Regions from separate parts of the Sus scrofa genome. Here regions 1, 2, 3 and 5 are each linked to region 4. A link is a contact called in public HiChIP or PLAC-seq data. All regions are on one chromosome and are shown on one strand. The core of a region is the stretch at or near the end of the contact, and the rest is flanking DNA. Distances in the headings are between cores, read along the strand shown.

Region 1 (2,700 bases), core at 66-2,565, 700 kb before region 4:
AAGACACGGCTTGGATCCTGCGTTGCTATTTAACTAAGACACGGCTTGGATCCTGCATTGCTATGGCCCTGGCGGAGGCTGGCGGCAGCAGCTCTGATTAGACCCCTAGCCTGGGAACCTCCATATGCCATGGGAGCGGCCCTAGAAAAGACAGAAAAACAAACAAAACAAACACAAACAAAAGAACGTTGGGTCCTTAATCCGCTGAGCCACAGAGGAACTCTGAGTTCTGGTTGCTTTTAATGATAAATTATAATAATTACATCAGGACATAAGACTGGGCTAGGTCTGTCCAGGGTGTGTTGTCATCCATGGTGGATGGAGCTGTTACTTCTATGGAGCTGTTGCTGCTGCGAGTCTTAGAGAAATCATCTCTCTGGGGCCGTAGGTAACTGAGAAGTTTCAGACTTTGAATTATGATTTTGATGCCCTTATTCTGTGTTGCCTCTTATCACAGACTCCACCAGACTGTGGACTTCACAAAAGCAAAGCTATACTTAGAAAATACTAAAATATGCAATGACTGCTAACCGTAGGCCTCTCTGATGCCAGCAGCTGGGGAAGAGGCTGCATTGACACAATCAGGAAGGCTATCTTCTTGGAAGCCCAGCTCAGGAGTTCCCAACTCTGGATCACCACAGTATCCAACCTCTGGAGACCTACAAAGAATTGTCAGCTTCTTGTTTTGCCATATGAAGACCTTAAAACAACCCCTCACACTACTCACCATTTACTCTGAACATTCTGTCATAACACAAAAGAAGTTTTAGCATTAAAAGGTTAAAAAAAAAAAGAGGTTACCATGATCTCAGAATATAGGGAAATCACTTAAACTGATTATATCTAGCTGTGTTAAAATGTCCATATACTGCCCTGTTTTTTAATTTCTCTTGAACTGGTGAAACTTTGTTAAGGACCTGCAGTGAGGATATGTCACCTGCAGAGTCCCCCGGGGCTCCACACCAGGAAGGGCTCAAGCTTGGGGTCTGGTGATCTGAAATCCCTGTTTTGAAAGTCTTCACTTTATCTCTGAATGTATGCTTTGTGGATGCAGGCTGATGGGACAAGGGAACATGTGCTGGTGGCCCTGAGGCTGCCTTTCCCTTTCCAGGACCAGTTCTTGGCTAACTGCTCCCTGCCTTCTGGCACTTTACTCACAACCCCACTGCTGACCTTGCAGTCCTGGAGGGGCAACAGGGTTACATGGGCGGGGGTGGGGGTGGGAAGAGTAGCCGAATGCACAGGCCAGGTCATGAGACAGGTATCTCAGGGTGGAGCAAGCAGTGGCTCTCCCCACTACTCCCCATTGCTATGGAGAGCTGGGTGGGTAAATGGGAAGCTGGAAACCCTTGGGGGTCCCCTGTCAGCCATGAGTGATTTCCCTGCCCCCGGCCAGGGGCCCACATTTTCATCTTGTACCGTATCCCACCAATTACGTAGCTGGTTTTGCCTGCCATAGCCCTCTGATGAAGTTAAGAACTACCAGACTAGCTGAGGGACCCTTGCCGTGAAATATCTCCTCCACTCCTCTCCTTGTATGTAGATTCTCTGAGTAACGGCCTTGGTTCCCAGACTTCCCAATGGAAGTCAAATGTCCCCAGAGGTTAACACTGGTCTGTTGGAACCATTTCATGCTTGGCCTGGACTCGTGGTTAATTGTCAATCTCATCATCCTCCATGGGAGGGTGGCTCTTCAAGTGTAGAAAGCACTCTTCCACTGTGTGTGTGTGTGTGTGTGTGTGTGTGTGTGTGTGTGTGTACACACTAATCTTACCTTCTCTGGCCTGCTGAACTTGAAAGAGCTTATACTTTGGATTTTCACACAAATCCAGGTTCAGATTCCAACTCTCTTACTTTCTGGCCACGTGGCTTTGACTCAGTGATTTGCCTTCCTAAACTAGTTCCTCATTTGTACATGGAGATGACAGTATCTACCTATCTCACATAGCCTACGTTTAAAAAGTAAAGGTGGTTATAGAATTCAGTTTGTGATCAAGTGAGCAGTTCGCATTTGTCCCTTTCCCCTTCCTCGTCTGCCCCCTGGAGATGAGGACTGATGCTCGGGGAGGCCGTGTCTCACCTGGGAAACCGCCCAACAGGGGCTGAGCCAGGTATCTTCCTGGCTCAGGGGCCTGTCCACTGTTCAAGAGGCAGCACTGCCAAGCAGGAAAAAGTCCTGGGCAGGTGAGCGGCAGTAACTCTAGAAACCCCAGAAGCTGCTTCTCAAGGAGCTAGATTTGGGCCCACAGGACTAGTTAGTTTTGACAGGTGGGCCCACAGGACTAGTTAGTTTTGACAGGTGAGAGGAAATCCTGCAATGGGGGGACAGACCTACAGCGGAAGGTAGAGAGCATCCAGGACAAACATGACCTTCTGCCCATCTTTCCCACATCCGAGCCGTGCCCTTTGGAGAGGCTGACAGAAAGTTTGTAACCGTGATGGAAAGGTTCAGGAGGACAGCATTAGATGTGTTTTAGACTAAGAATTAGGAGGCCTAGATTCTTTTTATTTTCTTTTTTCCCTTTTTTTTAACAGCTGCATTTGGAAGTTCCCAGGCTAGGTGTCCAATTGGAGCTGCAGCTGCCAGCCTATGCCACAGCCACAGCCATGCGGGATCCAAGCCTCATCTGAGACCTAAGCCACAGCTCATGGCAATGACAGATCCTTAACCCACTAGGCCAGGCCAGGGATCGAACCCAT
Region 2 (2,700 bases), core at 107-2,606, 580 kb before region 4:
AACAGATCCTCTGTATGTGAGGCAGGCCTGATTTTAACCCTTGGCTAGGCCAAGGCTCTTTGGTATATGAGAATGGATCAGGGCCCATCTGGATTTCCTTAGAAAAAAAGGATATGGGGGTGGAAGTAGAATGGGGGGCGGTGTGGAACAGCTATCTGTAAAATATAAAATCTCCGACCTGATGAAGGACAGGGTTACAGTTCTTTGGGCGTAGTTTAAATAGAGTTTCTGTTATTCATCAGTTGTCTATTTAACTCACAATGTAACAAATGACAATCACAATGTGTTTTTTTTTTAAAGCCTTACAAATAAAGGGGAGGGGAAGGGGAAGGGGAAGGAAGGCAGCTAACATTTGCTAAGCAGCTACTATGTGCTGATAATTTAGACATATTCTCAGACAGAGTCTTCCTGATAATTCTGCCACTCCCTTTGGTTTATAGATAAAGAAGTCAGTCATGGCTCACAAAAATTCAAAGCCTTGTTCATGGTCACCCAAGTGCCAAGTGGCAGAAGGGAAATTTGATCTGGGTCTGCCTGACCCCCCCAAAGCCATGGTCTTCCTTCTATAGCTGCTTCTTTGGGAACCAGGAAAGTTAGATGAACGCAAAAAGATCACAGCCCTTCCCCTAGCCTGGTTCTAGTTTGGGCTGTGGGTTTACAGAGAGGGCGCCAGGGTACTGGGCGAGGGAAAGAGCAAACCAAGCCTGGTTGCTGGAGACCAGTGTGCTTCCCTAAGATTCTGACTTCCTCACTCTCTCCACTCATCATGCAGCAATCAGACACAAGATTAAATGAAACTGGCCACCAGGGCCAGCCTGGCTTCCAGGATGTGTGAATTCCGGCAGGACGCTCTGTGTGCTGATACCCTCGGTGTGTGGCGTGGGCCCATTCGTCATTGGCACAGCAATTTGAGACTCTGGCTCTCACCTGAGGGACAGATGTCAGGGTTAGGAGTCAGAGCTATTTTTCCACTTCACTGGCCTGCTTGCAGAGGGCGGTGACTGAGCACTCAGCCATGGTAGGCAAAAATACTCCTCCACCCTCCAGGCCTGCCTCTGGGGGGATACAGAGAGGTGGGTGCTGGTTCATGAGGCCTAGGGGCTGGTGAGACTGCTTCTTTAAGGACCAAGAGTGCCACAAAGAAGAGACACTTCGTTCAGCCAGGCTGGGAATCGCAGCCCAGACAGCAAAGTATGAGACCCTGATGAATCTTGGTTTCTTCCATGTCAGTGACAGACAAGAATATTCACCTTCCAGAATGTTCGGGAACATTAGAGGCAACATAGAGAAATCCCTGACATGCCGCAAGCACCCAGTAAATAATCAACAAGTGAGAGCTGATTATTTAACTTTTTGAACCAGGAAATGTTAAGCCAGGAAATATTTAACCTACACTTTTCTGAGTGAAGCAGGCAGACAGGCCCGGTTCATCCTTGTAAAGTGAGAATAACGGAGGTGCCGGCAGAGGGTGTGGATATCTGGAGATACAGTAGGTTTCAGATGGTAGAAATCTGGGTCTTTGTTTGTTTTAGGGCCACATGTGAGGCATATGGAGGTTACCTGGCTAGGGGTCAAATCGGAGCTGCAGCTGCCTGCCACAGCAACTTGGGATCAGAGCCGTGTCTGCAACCTACACCACAGCTCACAGCAGCTCGGGATGCTTAACCCACTGAGCGAGGCCAGGGATCGAACCCACATCCTCATGGATACTAGTCGGGTTTGTTACTACTGAGCCACATGGGAACGTCTGGGTCTCCTTTCTTAGGCCAGACCAAGAGGATCGCTTGGATCTCAAGTTGTATCCCTAATGGGTTGATGGTTTAAAAAAAATAAAATAATGTTTACCCTTGAGGCATTTCTGTTAATTGAGGCTTTGCACTCATCTGTGAAGAGTTTCCATAGCTGCCTTCTAGGGTTGTGGGGAAAATACCTGGGCCCTTCAAAGAATCAAGATTCTGGGAAACAGAGACACGTCACACATTTCCTTTGCAAACAATTAACTGAGCCCGTACTATGTGTTAGGTCCTGGAGAAACACAGATGAAGAAAAAGATATTTTCTTTGCCTTAGTTTTTGGTGTAATCGTGATTGACGTCTGACAGCTAATCCCCAAATGGCAAGAGACTCTGTTAAGCACCTCAATAAAGGGCTAAATTCTTAGCCCAATAATGGCTTGAAGTGGGTGTTATGATTTGGCTGGAATGTAGAATATATGGTAAATAACAAAAACATCACACAAATGGTGAATTGGCACATGCTGTGATGTGAGCAAAAGACTGGGTGAGTAGCTTTTCTTGCACAATTTCATGTTAATTACCACAGGCCTGTAAGGTAGGTATCTACATTCCCACTTTACAGATGAGGGAACTGAGGCTTAGAGAGGTTCTCTAACTTGCCCAAGGTCACGCAGCCATGGAGCAGGATGTGCAAATAATAGATGTGAGACCCAGGAGTCCAGGGTAGGCAGAGGTCAGATGATGAAAATCCATTCATGACATGCTAAGATGCAGGAATTGTTTTTCTTGAAGGCAACAGGGGACATAATCCCAATTTACGTTTCGGTTGCTTTTTAGCCGGAAGTCCACAATCCTACCACTGCGCCCTCTCAAGCACGTATTCAGGATTACCAGGGGCCAAACTTACACAATGCTTCAGTTTGGTTTGTTTTGATTCACAACTGAATGCATAATGAATGATAATT
Region 3 (2,700 bases), core at 88-2,587, 550 kb before region 4:
TCCCAGGCCAGGGATCAGACTGGAGCCAGAGTCATGACCTAAGCCGCAGCTGCAGTAATGCCGGAGCCCTAACTCACTGGTCTGGGCTGGGGATCAAACCTGTGTCCCAGTGTTCCCAAAAATGCTGCTGACCCTGTTGTGCCACAACGGGAGCTCCAGGAAAGCTTTTTTTTTTTTTTTTTTGAAGGGCTGCGAGAAAGTCTGGCACCAAGTCCTCTCAGGTAGTGGCCTTGGACCCTCCCAGGCAGGTAATCACTGTGTCCTTTCTGCCCAATAATATGAGGGCTGATGACAGAGACTAAGCCTTGAAAAGGGCTCACTTCATATGAAGCACATTATATTGCCTCAAATCACCTTCATGATACTATGAGATATGTATTATACTTCCCACATCTCGCACAGGAAGGATCTGGGGCCCGGAGGTGTGAAGTGCCCAGCCCAAGGGCCCATCCTTAGCTCATGGAGGATGTGGGATTGGAAACCAGTCTGGAAACACAGCCCCACCACCCCTGCAAAATGAAAACCCCCGATGCCATGCCTGGTACCTACCAGATGCTCAGTATCACAGGCTCAATCTGCATCTATACTGTGGAGCCTTTTACTGTCATACCTATTATAATTCCATCTCACCAATGGGAGGCCCTATGTTATCCTAGTGTCCCCAGGATTTGCCACAGTCCCAGACACAAGGGCAGAGGATCCATGAATAAGTCAATGTATCGATATTTACGCAACCAAAATATTTTATGGTACAAGACGATCACTGGTCCCTACGGCAGCTAAACAGTTTCGCATCATATGTACCCTCCATTGTCACAGGGCCTCTGCCCTCGACTGCATCTCAGACCCCACTCTAATCCTTACTCATGCCCCCGCCGCTCACTCCCCCATTTGCCCTCCTCCTCCTCCACCACTCTCGCCCCTATTTTACTTATCTGGGAAAAATTCAAGGAGTCGTCCATCTCAGTTTAACAGAGTAATGACTTTTAAATAAAAATATGGTAGAAATGGGTACTTATCGAAATGGAATGCTTTCAGACTCATGCATTTAAAGAAGATATAAATTTTAGGGCAGGCACTAAATTTTAGCTGCAATCTTGGAGAAAGCCTTTCTACTAATTCATGGAGAAAAATTAGCAAAGTGAAAATTGCTTATCAGTGTTCTTTCAAAGTCGTGATATGCAGCCTAATTCTATACATCACCAGGGCGCTCCCAGGGAGATGGATTTATATTGATTGAGAGAGAGCTCAGTGGCCAAGGAAAACAGACACCCCTTTGCAAAGAAGACGCAGCTACCCATTGGGGACAGATTGTCTGGGAGCGAGGCGTTGCCATCTCTGGATCCGATTTCACCCCTCAAGCCATGGGTTCTCTGGCCAGGGTGATGTTAAAGGCAGACTCTACCCTTTTCACACTTTTTAAGAATTTGGCCCCTGGAAAAGGGTCTGGCAAATCTAATAAGCAAGGCTATTAGTGGGAAGGCTGGGCTTCCAGCTAGATAAACCACGGTGTGTGTGTGGTGGGGGGGCAGGAAGGGAGGAGCTGAGGGGCAAAGGGGCCAGCGGTTCCCTCCTCCCAGGCTGGCCATCCTCCCGAGTGTGGCAGCCCCGCCCTCACCCGGCAGACTCACCCCCATGTGACAAGAAGATGTTCCACAGATGACAGCCAGCCGTGACGTCACTGGCTGTCCCTCACAAGCGAGGCCGTGCCCCCTCACATCTGCTCCAATCACTCCTGTGAGAAAGCAAAACAAAACTCTCTTAGAAAAAGGAGAAGGAAAGAAAGCTAAAACAAACATAATGATACTCTCTTTTTTATACCAAAGGACGTTGAGACCACGTCTCAAACAGACGTGCAGACCAGTCTCAAACAGAAACCAAAAGGGCTCACTGGTCAGCCTGGGCAACCAGGAAACCTGTTTTTGGCTTTCAGCGTCAGTGTATGGCATCCAACACTGGAATAATAAGTCACTGTCATTAGAATAATAAAGGCACCCGCTATCAGTGATTTTTTTGCTCACAAAATCCCAGACACTCTGCTGATGTTTATATGTACGGTCTCATTTTATAGGAAGCCTATCAAGCTGAAATGATGAATGGCACACATCAGCAGAGGAATGAAGGCTCATCTATGGGCTGAGTGACCCGTCCAAGGTCACACTGCTGGGAAGGGGCAGGGCGGAGGGGACTCTGGTTTGACACATCACATTTCCATCTCACTGAAGGCGACAGAATCCTCTGATGATCAGATCTCTGGGTCACCATCCTCAGTACTGCTCATCCCAGAACTTGGAATAAAGGACAGAGTGACTGACAGTCAGTGTCTGTTGAAAGAACGCCAGGTAGCAGAGAGTTTCCCATAAATGGTATAAGCTCAGGCGGCTTTGCACGGAGTGTGTTCCTTGATACTTGCTGGGCAAGTGAAGTTACAAGTGTGAGGGCAGAGTCAGACTGTTTAGAGCCCGGAGTCACCCATCATTTATCCAAATACCCATAAGCACCTTCTACCCATAAAATGATACACGGGGCGTGTTCTTTGATACTTGTGGGCAAGTGAAGTTACAACTGTGAGGGGAGAGTCAGAGAGAGTGTTTAGAGCCTGGAGTTGCCCGTCATTTATTCAAATACCCAGCAAGCACCTTCATGATACATTGGGTAGGATGTGGGAGCCACAACCACGCAAACCTTTCCAACGAGGTC
Region 4 (2,700 bases), core at 113-2,612:
TCTGGGCTGAAATTTTAAGAGGTATTACCTGTTTCATTACATTTTTGTCTGCTTACTTGCTCATTTACCATGCAAGGAGTAACCAGAGGCTACCTTTCACCCTAGCTCACAGGATGAGACAAATGCAACAGACCCACACCTGACCCACAGCCCCAGTTAAGCTGAAGCTGGAACCCAAGCTACCCAGCCAACCCACAAACCCAAGAGTGAGAAGAAAAAAATTTTTTATTTTATTTTATTTTTATTTTTTGCTTTTTTAGGGTCACCCCCATGGCATATGGAAGTTCCCAGGCTAGGGGTTGAATCAGAGCTATAGGTGCCAGCCTACACAGCCACAGCAACGTGGGATCTGAGCAGTGTCTGTGACCTACGCCACAGCTCAGGACAATGCCAGATCCTTAACCCACTGAGTGAGGCCAGGGATTGAACCCGTATCTTCATGGATCCTAATCAGGTTTGTTAACCACTGAGCCATAAAAGGAACTCCCAAGAAAAAATTCTTATAGTTGTAAGTGACTGAGTCTTGGGTGGCTTGTTACCTAGCATTATTGCAGCAATAGCTGACTCATACACCTCCATGAATGAATACAGCCAAGCCAGGGCCCCTCCACTTTTGTCTGCCTGTGAGAACCTGCTAGACCCCCTCTCCACCGTCCTTTGGGTCCCAGCTACACTTAACTGAGAGACCTTGTCTCCAACGGTATTCTGAGATCTTTACTTGTGCACGTTTCTTTTTCTTATTTTGGACACTGAGCTGCTTTGGGGTAGGGAACTGCCTTTTGCATCCCCAGACCTCCAGCGCCGAGCACAGTGCCTGGTACAAAATAGGCTGTCAGTAAATATGAGCTGACTTTTAACTAAACTAAATGGAGTGGCCCCAAATATCATCAAGGGCTAAAGTATTTTAAAGTACTCTTTCTACATTGTTTTTAAAAAGGGTCTTGAGGCTAAATACATAAATAATAAAGAGATACACTTTGAAAAATACGTCTACATAAACACATATGTAGGCAAACAAACTTATGCCAAACACAACTGGGAGCTTTCTGCAGACTAGTCTCCCATTTAAGGCCTGTAATTTCCCTCTTGGCCGACACTGGCTTTGGCTTGGACTGTGTTTCACAGACTCCTGGCAGGCAGCCTGCTGGGTTTGTGTTTAGATTTTTTTTTTCCTTTCATCAGGCCTGAAACTGAAGCCACAGACCTTTCTGAAACCTTCTCTTAGCTGTAGCTGTCATGCTTCAGGTCACCTGCTTATCCCTCCCAGGTCATGTGGATCCATAATGTGTCCAGAGGTCCAGGGACAAGCTGGCAAGCAGTGGAGTCCCTTCCAGAAGGAGACAAAGGAAGGCAGAGGAGGAACCAACGAGTCCGGAAAGTACGACCCAGACCAGGCCTCCACCCTCCCAGAGCCAACTGTATCTGATGGCCTAGCCTGCTGGCCAGCTTCTGGCATCAAAGAGGTAGGGACCCTGGAGGGGAACTGAGGCCCATGAAAACAAAACAAAATAAGCGAAGTTGTGCTGGTGACATGGGCGAAGCTTATATGCACCTAAGTCCTGGGGGAGCTCTAGGGTCAGACACAGGTCATATTTAGATCCTGGCTCTTCCAATATCTCCTGGGCCAGTGACTTAACTCTCTGAACCCAATTTCCTCATCCATGAACTGGATTGCACCTACCTCGCAGGCCAGTGTCAAGATTACATGAGTTCATACACGTGATGGGCCAAGCACTTTGTAGAAAATTAATCTGCGGTGAGTTTTGTTTTCACAACAGACCTTTCATCTGTCGGGACGTGTCCAGTCTTATCTGCTCCCCATTCCATCTGCAGTGCAGTCTCCTCTGTGGCTGCCTCTCCAGCCTGTGCTTGCAGGGTCTCAGGGCAGCCTGCCCCCTTATAGAGAGATTCTCATTACTAGAAAGTTCTACCTCAGTCTGACCCTGAAGAGAATCTAACAGTGATCTCTCTGGAGCTTTCACTCATGGCCCCTTTCCACTCAAGGGCCAGTAAAAACGAGTCTACACCCTCACCCTCAGTGCAACCTTCTCTGTAGGCAAGGATAGCTCTCAGGCCCTTCTTGAGGTGCCTCCAGAATTCTTCAAGGCTTTACACACACACACACACACACACACACACGCGCGCGCACACACGCATGTGGTGTCTAAGCAATTACAAGGACTACACAGAAACAAATAAGGGACATATAGCCCAAACTTGGAAGGTCCAGGAGGCTTCTTAGAGGAAGGTAGTTGAGAGTGAATAGTTGCTATGAATTGGTTGTGCAAAGCCCTGCAGCTACTAGTGAAGAAATAGACTCTCTGCCCTGGCAGTGGGTGATGGTTGATGCCTCTAGCTAGACATCATTGTTGAATTTGTGTTGATTTTCTACTATTCAAATGCCTCTTTCCGGGCCCAGTTTCCTCAGTAGGCTTGGCCCAGTACTTCCAACGGATGTTTTTCCATTCCCTTCTTACGCAGACAGAGAAGCCAGGTTTGTGTCCAGGCTCTGCCACTCACAAGCTGGGCGACCCAAGCCCAGTCAGATCACCTCTCTGAGCCTCCATTTCCACACTGGAAAATGGAGAAGACACTGCCTACGCCCAGGGCTGGCGTGTGGATGGAACAAGATCTCACAAAGGAAAAGTTGCCCAGCATGGAGATGATGTTTGTCAGATGTTTTCTTTCCTTTTGTGCTTG
Region 5 (2,700 bases), core at 111-2,610, 530 kb before region 4:
AGACTTGTGGTTGCCAAGGGGTTGGGAGAGGGAGTGGGATGGACTGGGAGTTTGGGGTTAGTAGATGCAAACTATTACATTTAGAATGGATCATGGATAAGCAATGGGGTCCTACTGTATAGCACAGGGAACTATATCCAGTATCAGGAGATAGACCATGATAGAAGATAATATGAGAAAAAAAATGACTGGGTCACTATGCTATACAACAGAAATTGACTCAACACTGTAAATCAACTATATCCTAAAAAAAACTTAATTAATAAAAAAATCCTATGTCATTCTATGTTCAAAATAAAATACTCATTTTTTAGATGATCTATATTATGATTTCAATCTACTATGGATAACTGGAAATAATGTAAATAATCTATTTTCTCATGTTGTCTCTCTTTATATTTTCCATTTGCAGTTTCTAGCAAACAGTACTTTCTAGTTCTAGTCAAAATGGGAACAGAAGAAAGTTTAGTGGGAAAATCTGACACTGTCATCGATAAAATGAAGATGGAATATTCAGAGGGATGGGCACAGAAATACTAGAAGGCTCTGGAAGAATATTCAGCAGCTCAGACTGTAGTGAGCCTGGGCAGACTTTGTACACTCTCTACTTCGATTTGAAGAAAGAGAAGAGATAATGGGATGAAGAGACAGGAGCAGAGGCAAAAATCCTCTCACTAAGACAGTGGCCAAGATCAGAGTGGGTATGAGACCCTGAAAAGCAGCATCCTCCAGCCTCAGGCCTGGTGCTGAGATACAGAAGTCGGAGATGGAGAAATGTACTTTCCCATCTAGCTATGCTTCTGCAGTTTGAGTAACAAACATTACAAAGGTGGAGTGCAAAGCCCTGGCAGCAAGTGAGCTATGTCTGAATTTCCAGGGCCTGGGAAAACAAATATCTGCTCCATTCCATTGAAGTGAACTTTTGTTCTAAGATAAAATGAGGTTTTTTTTTTTGTTTTTTTTTTTTTTTTACTGCTTTATCTGTTCCTTTGCAGTATCACCCATTGGTATGACAAATCCTAGCTGCTTGCCCAAAGGCAAATTCTTCAGGTAGAACACTTGACAGTTTTCACACGACAGTCAGTGCCAAGGAAGCTATTTGAATGATAGGTTGATTTTCAGCATCCAATTTCCTCAACTTAGAATTCAAGGCTTTTTACATTTGAGCTTCTGACCTGGAAGAGCTGACACTTGTTGATTGCTCACACAGGTCAGGAAATGGCGCCAGTACAGTACAACCACCAGAGGAGGCGCTGTTGTCATCCCCATTTACAGAAGGGAAATCTGAGACAGCAGTTAAGTAACTTGCTCCTAACAAGTGGCAAAGCTGGGAGTTCAGAATCCACACATGGTACACAGCTCTGATTTCCTGGCCCTCTCTCACTGTTTCCTCATACTTGCACAACAAGTTTGCCATACTGAAAAGACCCATGATGGAGTCAGGCTTTTCCACACTCTTTTCACTTTCCATTCCCGCCTCCTGAAATGCTTGTCCCATTTGCACCTCCTACGTGATGCTTCCCTCACTTGTCCTGGCAGAGCTGGTTGATCCATTCCGTGTGCTCTTGTGACACTTCCCTCACATCTGGGAAAGGCAGTGTGAAGGTTACAATGGGATTTTTCTGATGACAGGTCTGCCTTCTCCACCAGCTGCTAAGCTCCTCCAGAGAAAAGACTGGATCATCTTCAGCCTGGCAGCCCCCATGCCCTACATGGCATCTGAGGCCAAGTATGGGTCTAACACATATTTGCTAATTGAATTATCTGCTACCTTGCTTCTTATACCATAAAATGTTCCCTCTCTTCATTGAGGTCAGTTTCCTCAAATGTCACCACTCTGGATTAAACTTTCCAGAACTCTCTGTACTGGCACTCTCTCACTCCTGGCACTCTCTACTGCTTTACACAGACCTGTTCTTAATAACACTTAGCAGTACCTGATAAACACATAATGATGCATATACAAATACACACATGTACACATATGCCCACACATGCACAAACACACATATCCAAATGTGCATATACATATGCACACACACATATGTATACTGGTATACATACATGTACACAAACACATATGCACAAGCATTCAGCCGTACATGCACATTGCTGAGCATGCCAATAGAGGCACATCTGTGCACACATATGCACAAACACACACATATACACATGCACAGACAGATGTGCACATAAACATATATGTGGATACACAAGCACACATGTGCATGCATACTCTGTATGCATGCATACTGTGTATATAAAAATATTCATGAGTATGTTTCTATGGGAGGTTATGGACACTCCCAACAAGAAGGAAGCTTCATAGGAGCAGGAACTTGTCTCTATTCACCACTATGTCCAAACATCTACAACAATGCCTGGCACATAAAAGGAAAATATCACGTATTTTTTAAAATAAAAGAATGACTTCGCCTTGAACACTTCTATCATTCATAATACACATTCGTTTAGATCCCATCAATCATAGCTAAATATACACGGCACTGCCAGACACTAAAGAGCTTTACAGAATGTCGCTCATTTATTCTTCAAACAACTCTATGAGGTGCGTGCAAGTACTATACCCATTTCAGAGAGGAAAAAAACTGAGGCATGAAGTATCAAGCAACTTCCCAAGGTCACAGAGACAGCAGATGGAACTAGGATTGGTGTTCAAACCAGGATTTGAACTCCTAT

The links. HiChIP or PLAC-seq counts read pairs in DNA pulled down with a chosen protein or histone mark.
Region 1: an H3K27ac HiChIP or PLAC-seq map of skeletal muscle shows a contact between it and region 4. The contact joins two enhancer-like sites. A contact is called at or near these places in 1 of 47 Hi-C or Micro-C datasets (embryonic fibroblasts) and 2 of 2 datasets of contacts at active chromatin or transcription factors (alveolar macrophages and skeletal muscle).
Region 2: an H3K27ac HiChIP or PLAC-seq map of skeletal muscle shows a contact between it and region 4, with 5 times the contacts expected there. The contact joins two enhancer-like sites. A contact is called at or near these places in 3 of 47 Hi-C or Micro-C datasets (psoas muscle and skeletal muscle) and 1 of 2 datasets of contacts at active chromatin or transcription factors (skeletal muscle).
Region 3: an H3K27ac HiChIP or PLAC-seq map of skeletal muscle shows a contact between it and region 4. The contact joins two enhancer-like sites. A contact is called at or near these places in 2 of 2 datasets of contacts at active chromatin or transcription factors (alveolar macrophages and skeletal muscle).
Region 5: an H3K27ac HiChIP or PLAC-seq map of skeletal muscle shows a contact between it and region 4, with 6 times the contacts expected there. The contact joins two enhancer-like sites. A contact is called at or near these places in 3 of 47 Hi-C or Micro-C datasets (liver, psoas muscle and skeletal muscle) and 2 of 2 datasets of contacts at active chromatin or transcription factors (alveolar macrophages and skeletal muscle).

What each region holds. Positions count from the first base shown.
Region 1 is chr6:152,808,301-152,811,000 of Sscrofa11.1, forward strand. The region is part of intron 14 of FGGY (FGGY carbohydrate kinase domain-containing protein); the gene reads right to left. Among named protein-coding and RNA genes, the nearest start is that of HOOK1, 100 kb to the left of the region's middle. Within about 2 kb of position 1,316, at least 3 of the 83 cell types and tissues checked have an H3K27ac peak or open chromatin away from gene starts, as enhancers often do. A contact at or near this core is called in skeletal muscle, where this site is marked.
Region 2 is chr6:152,927,580-152,930,279 of Sscrofa11.1, forward strand. All of the region lies in intron 8 of FGGY (FGGY carbohydrate kinase domain-containing protein), which reads right to left. Among named protein-coding and RNA genes, the nearest start is that of HOOK1, 220 kb to the left of the region's middle. Within about 2 kb of position 1,357, at least 14 of the 83 cell types and tissues checked have an H3K27ac peak or open chromatin away from gene starts, as enhancers often do. A contact at or near this core is called in skeletal muscle, where this site is marked.
Region 3 is chr6:152,959,159-152,961,858 of Sscrofa11.1, forward strand. FGGY (FGGY carbohydrate kinase domain-containing protein) reads right to left here. Exons shown (of 16, transcript XM_021097811.1): 8 at 1,632-1,735. Among named protein-coding and RNA genes, the nearest start is that of HOOK1, 250 kb to the left of the region's middle. Within about 2 kb of position 1,338, at least 29 of the 83 cell types and tissues checked have an H3K27ac peak or open chromatin away from gene starts, as enhancers often do. A contact at or near this core is called in skeletal muscle, where this site is marked.
Region 4 is chr6:153,506,284-153,508,983 of Sscrofa11.1, forward strand. No RefSeq gene overlaps it. Among named protein-coding and RNA genes, the nearest start is that of JUN, 180 kb to the right of the region's middle. Within about 2 kb of position 1,363, at least 28 of the 83 cell types and tissues checked have an H3K27ac peak or open chromatin away from gene starts, as enhancers often do. A contact at or near this core is called in liver and skeletal muscle, where this site is marked.
Region 5 is chr6:152,975,656-152,978,355 of Sscrofa11.1, forward strand. The region is part of intron 7 of FGGY (FGGY carbohydrate kinase domain-containing protein); the gene reads right to left. Among named protein-coding and RNA genes, the nearest start is that of FGGY, 240 kb to the right of the region's middle. Within about 2 kb of position 1,361, at least 11 of the 83 cell types and tissues checked have an H3K27ac peak or open chromatin away from gene starts, as enhancers often do. A contact at or near this core is called in liver and skeletal muscle, where this site is marked.